Linked DNA regions of Macaca mulatta: region 1 is linked to region 2. The links are chromatin contacts, called in public Hi-C maps. All regions are on one chromosome and are shown on one strand. The core of a region is the stretch at or near the end of the contact, and the rest is flanking DNA. Distances in the headings are between cores, read along the strand shown. Region 1 holds the start of GNB2 (G protein subunit beta 2). Region 2 holds the start of ZCWPW1 (zinc finger CW-type and PWWP domain containing 1).

What was found. Hi-C and Micro-C count contacts between places; a contact is called where the count stands out from the background.
Region 1: a contact with region 2 is called in a Hi-C map of fetal cortex germinal zone, with 2.1 times the contacts expected there. The contact joins the promoter of GNB2 here to the promoter of ZCWPW1 in region 2. A contact is called at or near these places in 2 of 14 Hi-C or Micro-C datasets (cortical neurons and fetal cortex germinal zone).

Annotation. Positions count from the first base shown.
Region 1 is chr3:47,880,686-47,887,924 of T2T-MMU8v2.0, reverse strand. It overlaps GNB2 (G protein subunit beta 2), which reads right to left and starts at 5,328. Exons shown (of 10, transcript XM_077996420.1): 1 at 3,745-5,328; 2 at 2,885-3,030; 3 at 2,643-2,681; 4 at 2,419-2,525; 5 at 1,808-1,871; 6 at 1,563-1,725; 7 at 1,405-1,471; 8 at 924-1,125; 9 at 615-831; 10 at 60-533. The coding sequence starts at 2,941. The coding sequence ends at 427.
Region 2 is chr3:47,624,884-47,631,757 of T2T-MMU8v2.0, reverse strand. ZCWPW1 (zinc finger CW-type and PWWP domain containing 1) reads left to right here and starts at 4,634. Exons shown (of 17, transcript XM_077996331.1): 1 at 4,634-4,982. MEPCE (methylphosphate capping enzyme) reads right to left here and starts at 3,839. Exons shown (of 4, transcript NM_001261658.1): 1 at 1,771-3,839; 2 at 317-535; 3 at 63-189. The coding sequence starts at 3,441.

The DNA.
Region 1 (7,239 bases), core at 4,079-6,578, 260 kb before region 2:
AGCAGCCCTCAGGCAGCAAAGTTCAGAAACAAGGACACAGCAAGGGCAGAGACCAGGTACAGAGTTGGAATTGGCTCCTTTATGGAAAAACTGAAAATATAATAAAAATTAAAATAAAACCAGTTTTAAAAAAGCCAGCTCCTGGGGTTTCCACCTCCTGCCTCTGGGCCTCCAGAGGGGTGAGGCCCCAACCCCAGGGCAGCAGAAGGATGAGGGCCTCCTGCCCCTCCTTCTCCCCCATTCCATCCCCTTTTTATCTCCACAGTGGGGGCCCCGGGAGGAACCAAACCTGGGTGGGAGGGCAGGGACCCAAGGCCCCGTGGCCCAGGGAAGGGGGCTGGGAGTGCGCCCAGCCCCTCAGCCCTGGCCTGTAGTGTGGGCGTGGGCAGGGCCCCTCCCGGCCTGGGCCCAGCAGGGGTGGGGCCGTTAGTTCCAGATCTTGAGGAAGGAGTCCCAGGAGCCAGTGGCCACAGCCATGCCATCGTCGGTGACCCCAAGGCAGCTCACACGGTTGTCGTGGCCAGCGAGGACCCCTGTGAGGAAGGGAGAAGTCAGAACCCATTTGGCCTAGGCTCCAGGTCCCCACCCGCCCAGCCTGGGCCCCCAGCTCTCACCTGCACGGTCGCCCTTCATGGCATCCCAGATGTTGCAGTTGAAGTCGTCGTAGCCAGCGAGCAGCAGCCGGCCGCTGCGCGAGAAGGCAACAGAGGTGATGCCACAGATGATGTTGTCATGGGAGTACATGAGGAGCTCCTGATCGGCCCGCAGGTCGAAGAGGCGGCACGTGGCGTCATCAGAGCCGGTGGTGAAGGCATAGCCGTTGGGGAAGAACTGCAGGACACGGGACCGGGATGGGGTGAGGGCGAGGGGCAGGGCCAGAAGCCTGGTGGAGAGGGCCTGGCCCAACTCGCCCCAGAACTCACAGCCACCGCATTGATGTCGGATTCGTGGCCGATGAAGGTCTGTCGGCACATGGAATCCCGTACGTCCCACAGCTTGATAGAAGCATCACAGGCGCCTGACACAAACGTGCGGCCATCGGGAGCCAGGGACAGGGACATCACATCCCCACTGTGTCCAGCAAAACCCACTGTCTGCTGGCCTGTCTCAATGTCCCACAGGGCACTGGAGAGGTGACAGGAAGAAGGAAAAGATAAGAGACGGGGCAAAGAACAGAGTCCCTGCCCTCCCCTCCCCACCACGTGAGCCCAACCCTGTGAAAGGGTTCAGGGAGGTTCTTGTCAGAGCCTTAGGTGGGAAAGGGATGCATCCCTCCCTGACCCCCTTAGTGCCCACCAGGAGAGAGAGACTACAGTGCACGCTGCGTGCTGAGCACTGGGACAGTGGCCCCTGAGGCAGGAAGTGTGAGTTCGCCCAGACTGTTCAGCCCTGGCAGAGCCTCACCAGGTGGTATCCCCAGAGCTGGTGATGATTTGGTTGTCATCCAGGAAGCGGCAGCACGACAGGTACCCTGGGGAAGGAGCTGGTCAGCCAGGTCTCCACACGGAGGGCAGTGCACCTCCCGACCCCAAAAAGGGTGCTAGCCGGGCCAGGCCCCTCACCAGTGTGGCCAGGCAGCTCCCGGCTGACCCTGACGTTGCCCTCGCGGGTCTTGAGGCTGTAGATGGAGCAGATGTTGTCCAGCCCCCCACAGGCCACAAAGTTCCCTGAGGGCGCATAGGCACAGGTCATGACCCAGGAGGAGCGCAGCGGGATGGCGTGAACCTGTGGAGCAGAGGCAGCGCCAGGGTCAGAGCCAGTCAGGGCCCTGTGACCCTGCCCCACCCCCCAGCCCGCACCACCCTACCTTGTTGGTGGTGTAGCTGTCCCAGATGATGAGCTTCCCATCCTGGGAGGCGCTGACCAGCAGCCTGGTGGGGAATGGTGCAGGGAGAGCAGAAGGATGCCATGAAAGCAAGACACACCCCCTTCCCATTGGGTAGGAGAAGGTAGGGTCTCTGTTGTCCAGGCTGGAGTGCAGTGGCACCATCACAGCTCACTGCAGCCTGGAATTCCTAGGCTCAAGTGATCCTCCCATCTCAGCTTCCCCCACATAGCTGGGACTACAAGGCGAGCACCACCACACCCGGCTCATTTTTCAATTTTTAGTAGAGACAGGGTCTCACTATGTTGCCCAGGCTGGTCTCAAAACTCCTGAGCTCAAGTGATCCTGCCCTGGCCTCCCCACATGCTGGGATTACAGGTATGAGCCACCTGAGAGACAGTCTCCAGCTGCAGCCCACAAGTTCTCACCAGCATGGTCCTGCCTGTCCAGGTCTGGCGGGCATGTCTGGGAGTCACCTTATTTCCAGACATACTCTGGGTATTCTGGTGGCCTACTCACCCCACCAGATCGGAGGCTGCTCCCACAGCCTGCTAGAAAGTCGGCCCACAGCGCCAGCCCACACACACACACACCTTGAGTCGGTCCCCCAGTGCATGGCATAGATCTTTGCCAGGTGCCCACGGAGGGTCCTCCGGGTCCTCATCTGGATTCTCCCCACTGGGTCCAGCCCAGCTGTGATCTGGAGGTAGAGACAGAATGGGCTCAGGGAGGCCCAGGTAGCAGGACTGCAGTGAGCAGCGGCCTCCGATCCTTGCCCTCCAACCCCAGTCACCTCCTGACCACCAAGTGCCCTCACCTGGGTCAGTGTTGAGTCCCCACATGCTTTTCGGGCATCCTATAGGGAATGGCAGAGCCAAAGAGATGCAAGAGACGGTAGGATGGGTAGGAGAGGGCGAGAAGACAGGAGTGGACAAAATCAGATTCTGAGCCACTAAGGAGCCCTCCCTCCCCCTTCCCCCACCAACACCCTCACCCAGCCCGGTCCAGGGCACCGGGAGGTGTACACACCTCCCGGCCCATACCGCACCAGGCCCTCACCCGGATCTGGTTCCGGAGCTGCTCGGCCTCCTGTCTCAGTTGCTCCAGCTCACTCATGGCGCCGGGCCCGTGGGGCGGGGTTGGGGGCGGCTGGGGGCCGCGGGACGGGGGCTGGGGGAGGCAGCTCCTGGCCGCTGGCCCGAGGCCTGGGGGATGCAGGGCTGACGTCAGGCCCGAGGCCGCCGGGGAAGTGGGGGGAAAGGCGGGGTTGCAGCACGGCCCGGAAGGGGTAAGCAAGGGGAGGGGGGAGGGGCGGCGGCACAACCAGGGTCTCCGGCAACCGAGACGTCGCCGAGTAAGAGCCGACTTCCCCAATCTTCCTCCCGCCCCCCGGAAACGGAGCGGGAAGTGCAAGAGGAAGCGCAGGGGAAACCCCTCCCTCGGACACAGCCCGGGCGGGACACCCGCGGCAGGAACTGGGGGGGGGGGGTGTCCCTTCGAAAACAGACCTGGCGTCTGCCCCAGCCCGCACCGGCACCGCCCCCCAAGCACCTAATTTTAAAAGGGGAGGTGCCTCTTGAAATTCACCCCACAAGGCGCACACCCTCCACACACACCCCCAGCTTCGACGGTGGCGGGTGGGGGGGAGCGACCAGAGGGGGAAGCTAGGCTGTTCGTGGGGTTGCCTAGGCAACCGTCACCCGGACCGAGAGCACCTCATTGGTGAAATGCCCCCACCCTAGCCCCGTTGCCAAGGCAACCGCATCCACGGCTGAGACCTGTAGGGTGGGTGACCCCACCCCCGGCCCCATCGCCCCCGCCCGACCCAGGCTCCCGCCCCTCCCCAGAACCGGCCCGGGTGGCTGTTTACAGGATTTGGGAAAAGCCGATTGGGAGCTAATAGGTTCTGGACAGCTCACCCCGGATAATCCCTGCTCCGGCTGCGCCCCATTAGCCGTCCGCCGCGGGTGGGGGTGACAACGGCGGGGAAGGCAGCCCCGAGCCGCTGCTCCCTCCAGCGCAGAGACCGCCCGCCCCGCCGCGCCCGCAGAAAGCCCGTGGGAGCCGCTCTCGAGTAATTACGGCTCCGCAACGAGGTCCCCGGCCCCGAGGCGCGGAGCTGCTCTCTCCCAGGCGCGGGCGGGAGGCCCCAGGCGGCCTGGCCCCGGCGCCCTGGACACCTGGGGGGCCCAGCCAGCGGGCTCGCGCCCGGGCCCCAGAGGCTTGGCTGGCTCCGCTCCGGGCGCCTGAGTCCTTCCCCACCCGCGGGACACCTGTGCGATCCGGCCGTACACACTGCACTCGGCCGACCCAGGCGTCCCCCACCCAGCTCCCACTTCCCCCAGGCACAGGGCGTTCCTATTCCCCACTGACATTTCCCCTCCTTGTAAGTTCAGCTTTCTACGCCAGTGCCAGGGGGTGACCCTCAAAATCGGGGTGTGGGGGGCGCAGGCAGAACTCCTTACTTCACCCAACCCCCAGGCCCGCACAAAGCCTCTTCCAGCTACTAGCAGCCCAGGCCTGGCGGCACCACCGGAGGCCCAGGGCAGAAGGAAGCAGGGCTGGAGAAAGAAACTGGGGGCGGGGGCGACGCTCTCAGCCCTCGGTCCCCATCACCCCGCAGGGCCCTCAGCAGCCCCCAGATTCCAGGGATATAGCAGCCAGGGTCCCATAGAGAAATGGGGGTGCCACCGCCTCCGCAGGTCTGGCGGGGCCCAGGAGAGGTGACGGGAGGGTCCCTGGATCTCGCAGCTGGAAGGCGCGGGCTGGTGCGGCGCTGCGAAGCGCAGTGGGCCTGGCCCTCCAGCCCCCACGACCTCCATTTTGCCCAAAAGAAAGCTGGGCGGGGGGCGGGTGCCTGGGAGCTGGGCTTCGGGTGGGGATCTGTAAAGGGAATAGGGCGCCGAGGGCTCCGGTTTCGGGGAGTGGGGCCAGAAACCACGAGCAGAACCCAAATCGGGGGTAGGGTGGAGACTAAAGGAAGGGTGGCGCGCGGCCTTGCCTGCTTCTCCCCGATTTTGGGGTTGTGCAAGGCGAGGGCCGGCAGGGGTGCGACAGTGGAGGACACGAGGGGTGCTCCCCAGGGGCAGGCGGGAGGGTGGCGGTGGGGAAAGGGGGCGGGGCGGGGCCTAGAGGAAGCCCCGAATTTAGCCCCCCAACTTCCAAGGGAGCAAGAGGCAGTCGGGGCTGGGCTGGGGTCTGGGGTCGGGCAAAAACTTCGCTGATGGTGCGGGGAAGTGCACACACCGTGGGGGGCGAGGGTCCCCCCCAGTTCCCCTTCCGGGTTTGGGAGCGACGGGGCCAGATAGGAAGGGAGGGGAGGTCTGGGGAGTTACGTCCGCTCCCAGGAGGCCAGCCCGGGGAGACCGAAGGAAGAGAGGTTCCCCTGCGGGAAATTGGGGCTGGGGGGCGCGAGGACTCCTTTTGCCAGCGGAGGTACCTGTGGCGGTGGGACTCTGCGGCGGGGTCGCTGGCGGCGCGCGGGCGGCGCTGTCTTCCTCCGCGGCGGAGGCGGCGGCGGCGCGGATGGATTTCCTCAGTGGCCCCAACCCCACCGCCAGCGCTGCCTCCCCAGAGCGGAGGGATCCCGCCCGCCAGTGACGCGGCTGCCGCCGCCGCGCCCAAGACCCGGCTGGGCGAGACCAACGCCTCGCACTTGGGGGAAGCCAGGAGACAAAACCCCACCGAGGGGGCAAAGACGGTCCCAGTGGCTCCCAAGGATCTCACCCTCACGCTATGTGGACGCAAACCGTACTCAAAGGGTTTGCTTCCCGGAAAGGAGTAAGACATCCCCCCTCTGGGACTGGAGGAGGTGGTACTGGCACATGAGGAGGGTGAGACCGCTTGCGGGTCACGTGATCGGTCTCCCGCCCCGCCTTGATTGGGTGGCTCTAGACTGGGAAGGGGAGTTCGACGCCCCATTTCCCGGTTGGGCCACGCCCCGGCCCTGTGGAGGCCACGCCCCCTCATCAGGGGGCGGAGCTAAAGAGAGCTGGACGGGGCCCGCCTTGAGGCGGCTGGAAGAAGAAGCGCGATTCCGAGAAAGTCCCCGAGCGTGAGTGGGTACGGGCTGATGCGGGCGCCCCGGGAATGCCATGAGAAGGGTCGTGCCCAGGCATTTCCTCAGCCTCGCCCACTGGGCTTTTGTAGACCCCCTTTCAGGGCTTGCCACTGTAATAACAACTCATATTTATTGAGTTCCACACTTTTTTTTTGAGACGGAGTCTGTCTCCCAGGCTGGAGTGCGATCTCTACTCACTACAACCTCCGCCTTCTGGGTTCAAGCGATTCTTCTGCCTCAGCCTCCCAAGTAGCTGGGTCTACAGGCGCCCGCCACCACACCCGGCTAATTTTTTGTATTTTTAGTAGAGACGGGGTTTCACCGTGTTATCCAGGATGGTCTCCATCTCCTGACGTCGTGATCCGTCTGTCTCGGCCTCCCAAAGTGCTGGGATTACAGGCGTGAGCCACCGCGCCTGGCCCCACACTTATTTTTTAATTGGAGTACAGTAACGTGATGGTAGGTCACTGCCACCTCCATCTCCTGGGCTCAAGTGATCTTCCTGCCTCAGCTTCCCTGGTACCTGGGACCACAGGCATGCCCCAGCCACCATGCCCGGCTAATTTTTAAATTTTTGGTAGAGGTGGGGTCTCCCTATGCTGCCCAGGCTGACATATGTTAAGTCTCACAATTCTGGGAAATTAAGTGCTAACATTCTCTCCATTTTCTTTCTTTCTTTCTTTTTTTTTTTTTTTTTTTTTTTGGTGAGACGGAGATTTACTCTTGTTGCCCAGGCTGGAGTGCATGACACGATCTCGGCTCGCTGCATCCTCCGCCTCCCAGATTCAAGCGATTCTCCTGCCTCAGCCTCCCGAGTAGCTGGGATTACAGGCATGTGCCACCACGCCTGGCTAATTTTGTATTTTTAATAGAGACGGGGTTTCACCGTATTGTCCAGGCTGATCTCGAACTCCTGACCTCAGGTGATCCGTCCGCCTCTGCTTCCCAAAGTGCTGGGATTACAGGCGTGAGTCACTGCGCCCAGCCTGTTTTTTTTTTTTTTTTTTTTTTTGGAGACAGGGTCTCACTCTATCGCCCAGGCTGCAGTGCAGTGGCATGATCTAGGCTCACTGCAACCTCTGCCTCCTGGGTTCAGGCAATTCTCTTGCCTCAGCCTCTGGAGTAGCTGGGATTACGGTGCCCGCCACCCTGCCCAGCTATTTTTTTTTTTTTTTTTTTTTTTTTTGTATTTTTAGTAGAGACGAGGTTTCACCATGTCGGCCAGGCTGCTCTCAAACTCCTGACCTCAGGTGATGTGCCCGCCTCAGCCTCCCAAAATGCTGAGATTACAAGCGTGAGCTACAGCACCCAGCCTTCTCCCCATCTTCTAGTAGTGGAAAGAGACCTGAGGCTG
Region 2 (6,874 bases), core at 3,385-5,884:
CCACGGGGGTCTGCACTCTTTTAGCCAGGACCGGCCTCCCTGACAAAATAAACCAGCCTTACCTTTAGAGGTGTTGTGGGGTGTGGCCACAAGCTCATAGCTGGAGAAGCCCACGTCTGGGGATGTCAGGTAGGAACTGAACTGCTCTGGCTTCAGTTGGATTCGGTAGTAGTTCTTGTAGATTGTTTCCTAAGGAGAGAGGCAAGGGACCACACTTCAACACACTGCCATCTCCCCTGGCCAAGGGCGATGCCCACCTCGGGGTCTTTTCTTGCCTCAACCAAAGGAAGGATTATTCCCTCCACACCCAACTCACCGTAAGGGTCTTTCTCTTGCCATACGACGACCAGGGTTGGGGCTCTAGGACCAGGATGCCTCCAGGGCGTAGGTGCCGGTAGATCCGGCGAAACATGCGCTTCAGGCCCTCATCTCCCCAGTTCAGATGCACCCACTTGGTGAGGCTGAGGCAGAGCACCACATCATACTCAGGTGTTTGGGCCTCCACCAGGTCATCTCGATCCAGCACATAATTACCCTGAGGGCAAGTATCAGCAGGCAGTGAGGTCAACGGAGGGAATCGAAGAACCCCTGCTCCCAGGCAACCTGCTCTGAGGCCGATGGAGTCCTGCCGCCTCACTTTAGCCCGTGGCCACGTTCTTCTCAGACTAACTCCCCAAAAGGTGCCTGCCCTCTTTGAGTTTTGTTTTCTCCTCTACACCTTCCTGCCTCTGCTTCTTCCTACTGATGGTAAGCCAAAAATGTTGAGGGAGCCGGAGTAATTTTAAATGTTGCAAATTATCCATGAGGTCTTCTATAGCTGGGGTCCCAGGACCATATCCTGTGCTTATTCTCACCCACAGACATTAAGTGGAGTGACTGCAGGTTTTGCAAGGGTAACCAACCCAGGTTTCAAAGGCAGACCTGTGGTTCCTTCCCTGCAGTTGGGGCTGGCAAAGTTTCACGACTATTCTTTCCTTTCTCTGAGAGAAATGAAGAGCCACATCCTTTAGGAAGCCTTTTCTAGAAGATAAGCTCATCACAACCCTCTAAAAAGACCATTCTTCAAGGCTTAACCCAATGCAATGCCAAAGATCCCAGCAGGCGGCCTAACTGGAGAGTTCTCTGGGGAGCTGTGTGGGGTCAGGGGACTCCGTGGGGCATGGGGCTCTCCTCTCTGCAGAGGAGTTTCTGGTTCTTCCCTCTCCCATTATCTAGGGTCAATGTGGAGAGGATCTACAGCCAAGTCACTTGGGTTCCTGACACTCTTCACAAACTGTCTAGAAAAACAAAAGCTGCTGATGGGAGCAAGGTGGCTATCAAAGGGCAGAAACGCCAATATTAGTCTGCTGCTACCCTAATCTCCCTAGAAGACATTCCATGCCCGACCCCCATCTCAGGCTCCTTCAGTCAACCTGAGGACCAAGTTCCACCTGGATCGAATTCCCTAGTGAGCAGCAGCCTTCAAGGGAAGGGAAGGTGGACCAGTGTGGATTATAGGCCAAGCCCAGAGCACTGCAAAAAAAAAAAAAGAGAGTCTTCCTTTATCTTGGAGATCCTTGCAGTCATGAGAAAGGACTCCAGGGTCAATGCCCCAAGGTAGAGACCCCACCTTTCCAGGTTATAAGAGGGGAGAGATGCCCAGCAGAGACTCTCACTTGCCAACCCAGACCTCTCTTTTGAGGAACTGGGTCATAACCTTCCCTGCCACATTCCCGTTTAATCTCATCTTCACACCTGACCCCTATTCCAAGAGCCTCTGGACCCTCTTACCGTGACGAAGACAACATTGTTGGGGAAGACTGATGTGTCCGCTCCATCCAAGGGCACTTGGGGGGCAGCGATGGGACCCCGGCTGGCAGTCAGCGAGGCTGGGAAGCAGCTCCTCTTTCGAACGGTGGTGGTCCCTTCCTCACCCTCTGCCCCCGGGTCCCCTTCCACAGTCTGGGGTGGGAGACGCAGCTCCTCGGAAAGGTAGTGTCGGATGTTCTGACGGGCAGAATGGATGAGCCGGGAATCTATATCCAAGCCCACCATGCGGGACGGGCCCCACTTGCAGGCAATGCTCAGGGTCAGATGGCCCACATTGCAGCCCAGATCTAGGACGTCCCGGCCCCGAAACCACTCAGGCTTCAACACCCGAAGGCGCCCATCCTCACAGGAAGGATTGCGGTACCCATAGTATTTGCAGTAATTCCCATACTGGAACTTGCGCTGTTGCTTTTTGAAGCCTGCTGCAGGCAGTGGGTGGTGGTGGTGGTGACGGCCTCCCCAACTCCCTCGGCCCTTTTCCTTGGAACCCTGGCCTCCACCCCTAGCCCCTGCCTCCGACTTGCTGGAAGTCCTGCGACGTTTGCGATGTCGGGAGGAGGAAGATGGGGGTGCAGAGGTAACTGAGGCAGCTGGAGGGGCTGATAGGGAGCCTGAGGGACCCTGTAGAGCAGATGGAAGCGGAGACACCACTTCATCCCTGCAGTTGATGGCTGTGTTGAGTTCATAGGGTTGGGGGGCATCCCGGTTCTGGCCTCTGTGCCGCGGCTGCTGTGAGGCGCCCTCCCCGTGGAGTGAGGGGGTGAGAGGGGCTGTGGGCAGCACGGGGTGGCTCTCACTCCCTCCGGCTGCCTGCTGCTGCTGGTGGTGCTGTCCCCGGTGTCTATGCCGCTTCCGACCAGTCTTGAGTGGCGAAGCAAGAACTACATGGCCCTCATCAGTGCAAGTATTGAGACTGAGCGGGTCAGTAATATCTTTGGGGATGAGGATCTCCACTGGATCTCGCCCTTTGGCCGGAAGGGGGGATGACTTAGGGGTCTCTGCGTTGAGGGCGCGGCTCACTTCCTCATCCAGGAGGCTATTCAGGTTCAGGGGATCAAAGATATTGCCCCCCAGGAGGAAGTTGGAGGGTAACACAGAGTCACAGTCCGAATTCACCCGCCTGCGCCTCTTGAAGGCCGGATGTTTAAAGCCTCCCCCACCTCCCCCTACATTACAGCTATTTCTCCTCTTGCCCCCGCCCCCCCCAGGTGGCCGGTGGGGCTGATAGCCATTGCGGGGTCGAGGAGGAGCAGGGGGACCCAGCTCTGTCCCGCCCCCTCCCCGGCGCTCCTCCCCCACGTCCGGGGGAGCGGCTCGCCCCGGGGGATCCGACAGGCGGGCCTCCCCGTGCGACTGCGCCTGGGGGCCGCCTCCTCGGTGCTGCTGCGCCTGGGGACCACCGGGGGGGGTGGCCGCGGCCCCGGGGCTCTCTCGACCGACCCCAGCGGCCGGGGACCCCGCAGACGGCGCGCAAGGACCCGGACCACGCTCCGTCCCGCCGCAGAGCTCCCCAGAGGCGGCCTCTTGGTGCGGTGGCACAGTGGGGCCGCCCCCTCCGCCCGACTCATCTTTGAGCGGCGGCGGCGGGGCCGGCACCAGAAACGGCTCCTTCTCCGCCGCCATCTCGATCATTTCCTCCCCTTATTCCGTCCCAGTCGGGGTAACGAGGGGGATCAGGGGGCTTAACCCCCCCTGCCTGGACCCTGCTCCCTTCCCCCCCTTTCCCGAGTGCGCGCGCAGCTCTGCTCTTCTCGCCTAGTCTCGCGCCCAAGCGCCTCCCCGCGAAGTGCGCCCCACTCGCCCGCGAGACCAAAACAAGATGCCCGCGACACCCGAACTACTCGAGCACTCAACCGCGCGTGCGCCGACCCCTTTCTCCTCCGCCACTACCACCCCGCCGCGAGCGCGCACGGCAAGCGCGCGTTCCCTTCGCCCCGGAACCACGCATGCGCACTCCGCCACCACCCTGGTTGCGCGCGCATCGGAGTACGAACCAACTTAACGGCTCTGGGAGTTTAAATATAACCCCCCACACAGCCCCCGCAAAAGCCCACCACCCCAAACTGACACCCTACTTCCCTGCGCAGCTAGGTCCGGCCCTACTGATCTCCTTTGTCTCTGCCGCGCGATCCCACCCACCGTAGGCGGGGGACGGGACCTGGTGTGAAAAGGTCTCCTTGACACCCGACCCTTGTTCCTGAGGAATGAGTCTCAGCGGTCTCCACCCGGCTCTAAATCCAACAACCTCCCCACCCCGCCTCCTTCCTCCCCCTAGTGGGCAGCGCCTGCGCACACCCTTTTGGGCTTGCGCGGGTACAGGCAGCACGTGCTGGAGGTGGCGCCCCGCCTCCCGTCTTAGGGGTAGGGCCTGTGACGTCGCTTCCTTAAGTTTGGTAAACGCAGCGTGCGTCAGCGCGATCCGGAGGGGCAGGGCTTCCCGACGAAGGGCGGTGCTCATGAATTATTCATGAGCTGTTGGTAGCACACCTCCCCCCTCTGCCCATCTTCTTAGAAGCGCTTCCGAAGGAGCAGAGAGACCCTACAAAGCCGAGGAAGGGCAGGAGTGGAACTGGGCTCAGTAAAACGCGATAGGTCATTATAACTCACCCCCCTCGAAAATATTCTCTGCTGAATTGGGGAAAAAGAAAAAGCACTAAAACAGCCGGTGTTGTCCAACTTCCTCTTCCCCCGAAACGGCTGAGTCGTTCTCTGGTTCCTCTGCCTTCCCCCAATCGCAATCACCTGGAGACGCCACACCACGCCTTCCTCTCCGCCTCCACACCCACGGCCCGGACCCCAACGCCTCCGCCCATTCCCGACGCCCGCTCACTGGCCCGTCAGCTCACGGGCCTCCCCAAACGCCCGCCGCGGCGCCGCGCCGACTTATATACCAGAGAGTGTGGGCGGGGACGGGGGTTCGGTCCGCGCTGGGCCCCCCCCCCCGCTTCGGCCAATGAGGAAGAAGCGAATCTACGGCGTTTTCCCGGGGAGATTCGCAGCCCGGTCTTCCTGCCAGCGGAGTGCTGGGCCGAGGAGCGGGTGACAGGGGTGACAGTGGGGTCCCGGAAAGTCTCAAATAAAATCCTAAAGTGAGGGCGTGAAGGAGACCAGCAGGAAGAGGAGGAATCAGGGAACGGAAAGAGGGAGGAAAAGGCAATCTGAAACAGAGAAAAGTTAGTAAGATGTGCTTCAAGAACAATCAGGCGCTGCGGCCGCCGCCTAAAAATATGTGACACCAAAGAGGATTCTGGGATTTGTAGTTTTCCCGGGACGTTCGGGTGAAAGATGGCGGAATTACCTCAGCCGCGGAAACGCAGACGCTGTTTCCAGTTGCGCATGCGCCTCAGACTCCGCGAGCGCGCCTCCCGGGGGTGGAGCTAGCGCGCCCGACGTCCTCGTGCCTTTTCTTGGTGGCGGGAAACCTGGGTTGAGGTGTGAGAGGCTTGCGGAGTCGCTGCGCCAGCTGGTTTTGCACCTCGCCTTTAGGTCCTCCTTGCTCCTGAAGGTAGCCGGCTAGTTTCTGGTTGTAGGTGAAGGTGCTAGGCGCCGCCAGTCCTGGCACCCGTTGCCTGAGGAGAAACTTTCTCAGGGCGACAACCAGCTCTTGGCCCTTTTTCCTCAGAATCTGTCGTCCCCAAGAAACAGACAAAAACAGCCCAGTCTCCTGACGGGCACTGACAATATGAGTGAGAATGAGGATCACGGTGCCTTGGCGGGAGTGGGAGTGGAGGGGAGATTCCCTCATGGTGGGAGGAAGGAAGGGAAGGAACGGGAAAGAGAGAGGGGGACGCCACCGTTTTCGGGGAGAGGCGAGGACGTGTGGCTCAGGGACACCTCCGAACTGAACCCCTATCCCTGAGAGAGAATAAGGGGTGAGGGAAGAGAGAGGAAAATGGGAGCACCCCCCAAATGGGAAGAACTTCTCCCCAAAACTTCTTCCCTTTGGATTGCAAGGTGCATTTGGGATTGGGGCTTTTTAAAAATTATCTTTTATTTTTTATTATTTTTTAAAAGACAGTCTTGCTCTGTCGCCCGGGCTGGAGTGCAGTGGCGCAATCTCCGCTCACTACAACCTCCGCCTCCCGGGTTCAAGCGATTCTCCTGCCTCAGCCTCCTGAGGAGCTGGGGTTACAGGCGCCCACCACCACGCCCAGCTAATTTTGTATTTTTAGTAGAGATGGAGTGTCTCCATGTTGGCCAGGCTGGTCTCGAACTCCTGACCTCAGGTGACCTCTTGGCCTCGCAAAATTCTGGGATTATAGGCACGCCCCACCGTGCCCGGCTAATTTTTCCGTATTTTTAGTAGAGACGGGGTTTCACGTATTGGCCAGGCTGGTCTTGAACTCCTGACTTCAGGTGATCCACCTGCCTCTTCTTTCTTGTTAAACGTTTTAAATCAGGCTTGCTGAGCTTGTGCACAAACGTGAAGGAAGCAAGCAAGGGAGGGAAGGGGGAGGAAGGAAGGAGGGAGAAAGGGGGCAGGGAGGGAGGAGGGGGAGAGAGGAGGGGGTGAATAGAGGAAGGGAAAAAGGGGAGGGGCGAGGGAGGAGGGGGTGAAGAGAGGAAGCGAAAAGGGAGGGAGGGAGGAGGGAGAGGAAGGATGGAGGAGGAGAGGTGGGGAAGGGAGGAGGGGGAGGGAGGGGGTAGGAAGGAGAGGGGGAGGAAAGAGGGAAGGGGGAGGGGGAGGAAAGAGGGAAGTGGGAAGGAGGAGGGGGAGAAAGGAGAGGGGGAGGAAGAGAGGGAAGGAGGGAGGGAGGAAGAGGAGGGAGGAAAGGAGGAGGAAGGGAGGGAAGAGGGAAGGAGGAAGGGAGGGAAGAGGGAGAGGAGGGAAGGAGGAAGGGAGGGAAGAGGGAGAGGAGGGAAGGAGGAAGGAGAGGGAGAGAGGAAGGGAGGAGGACAAGGAAGGAAGGAGAGGGAGGGAGAGAGGGAAGCGGGAGGGGGAGGGAGAGAGGAAGGGATGGAGGGACAAAGGGAGACAGGAGGGAAGAAGGAAGAGAGGGAGGGAAGAGGGAGGAAGGGAAAAAGGAAAGAAGGGAGGAAACTGCTATTAGTTAATTGATGCATG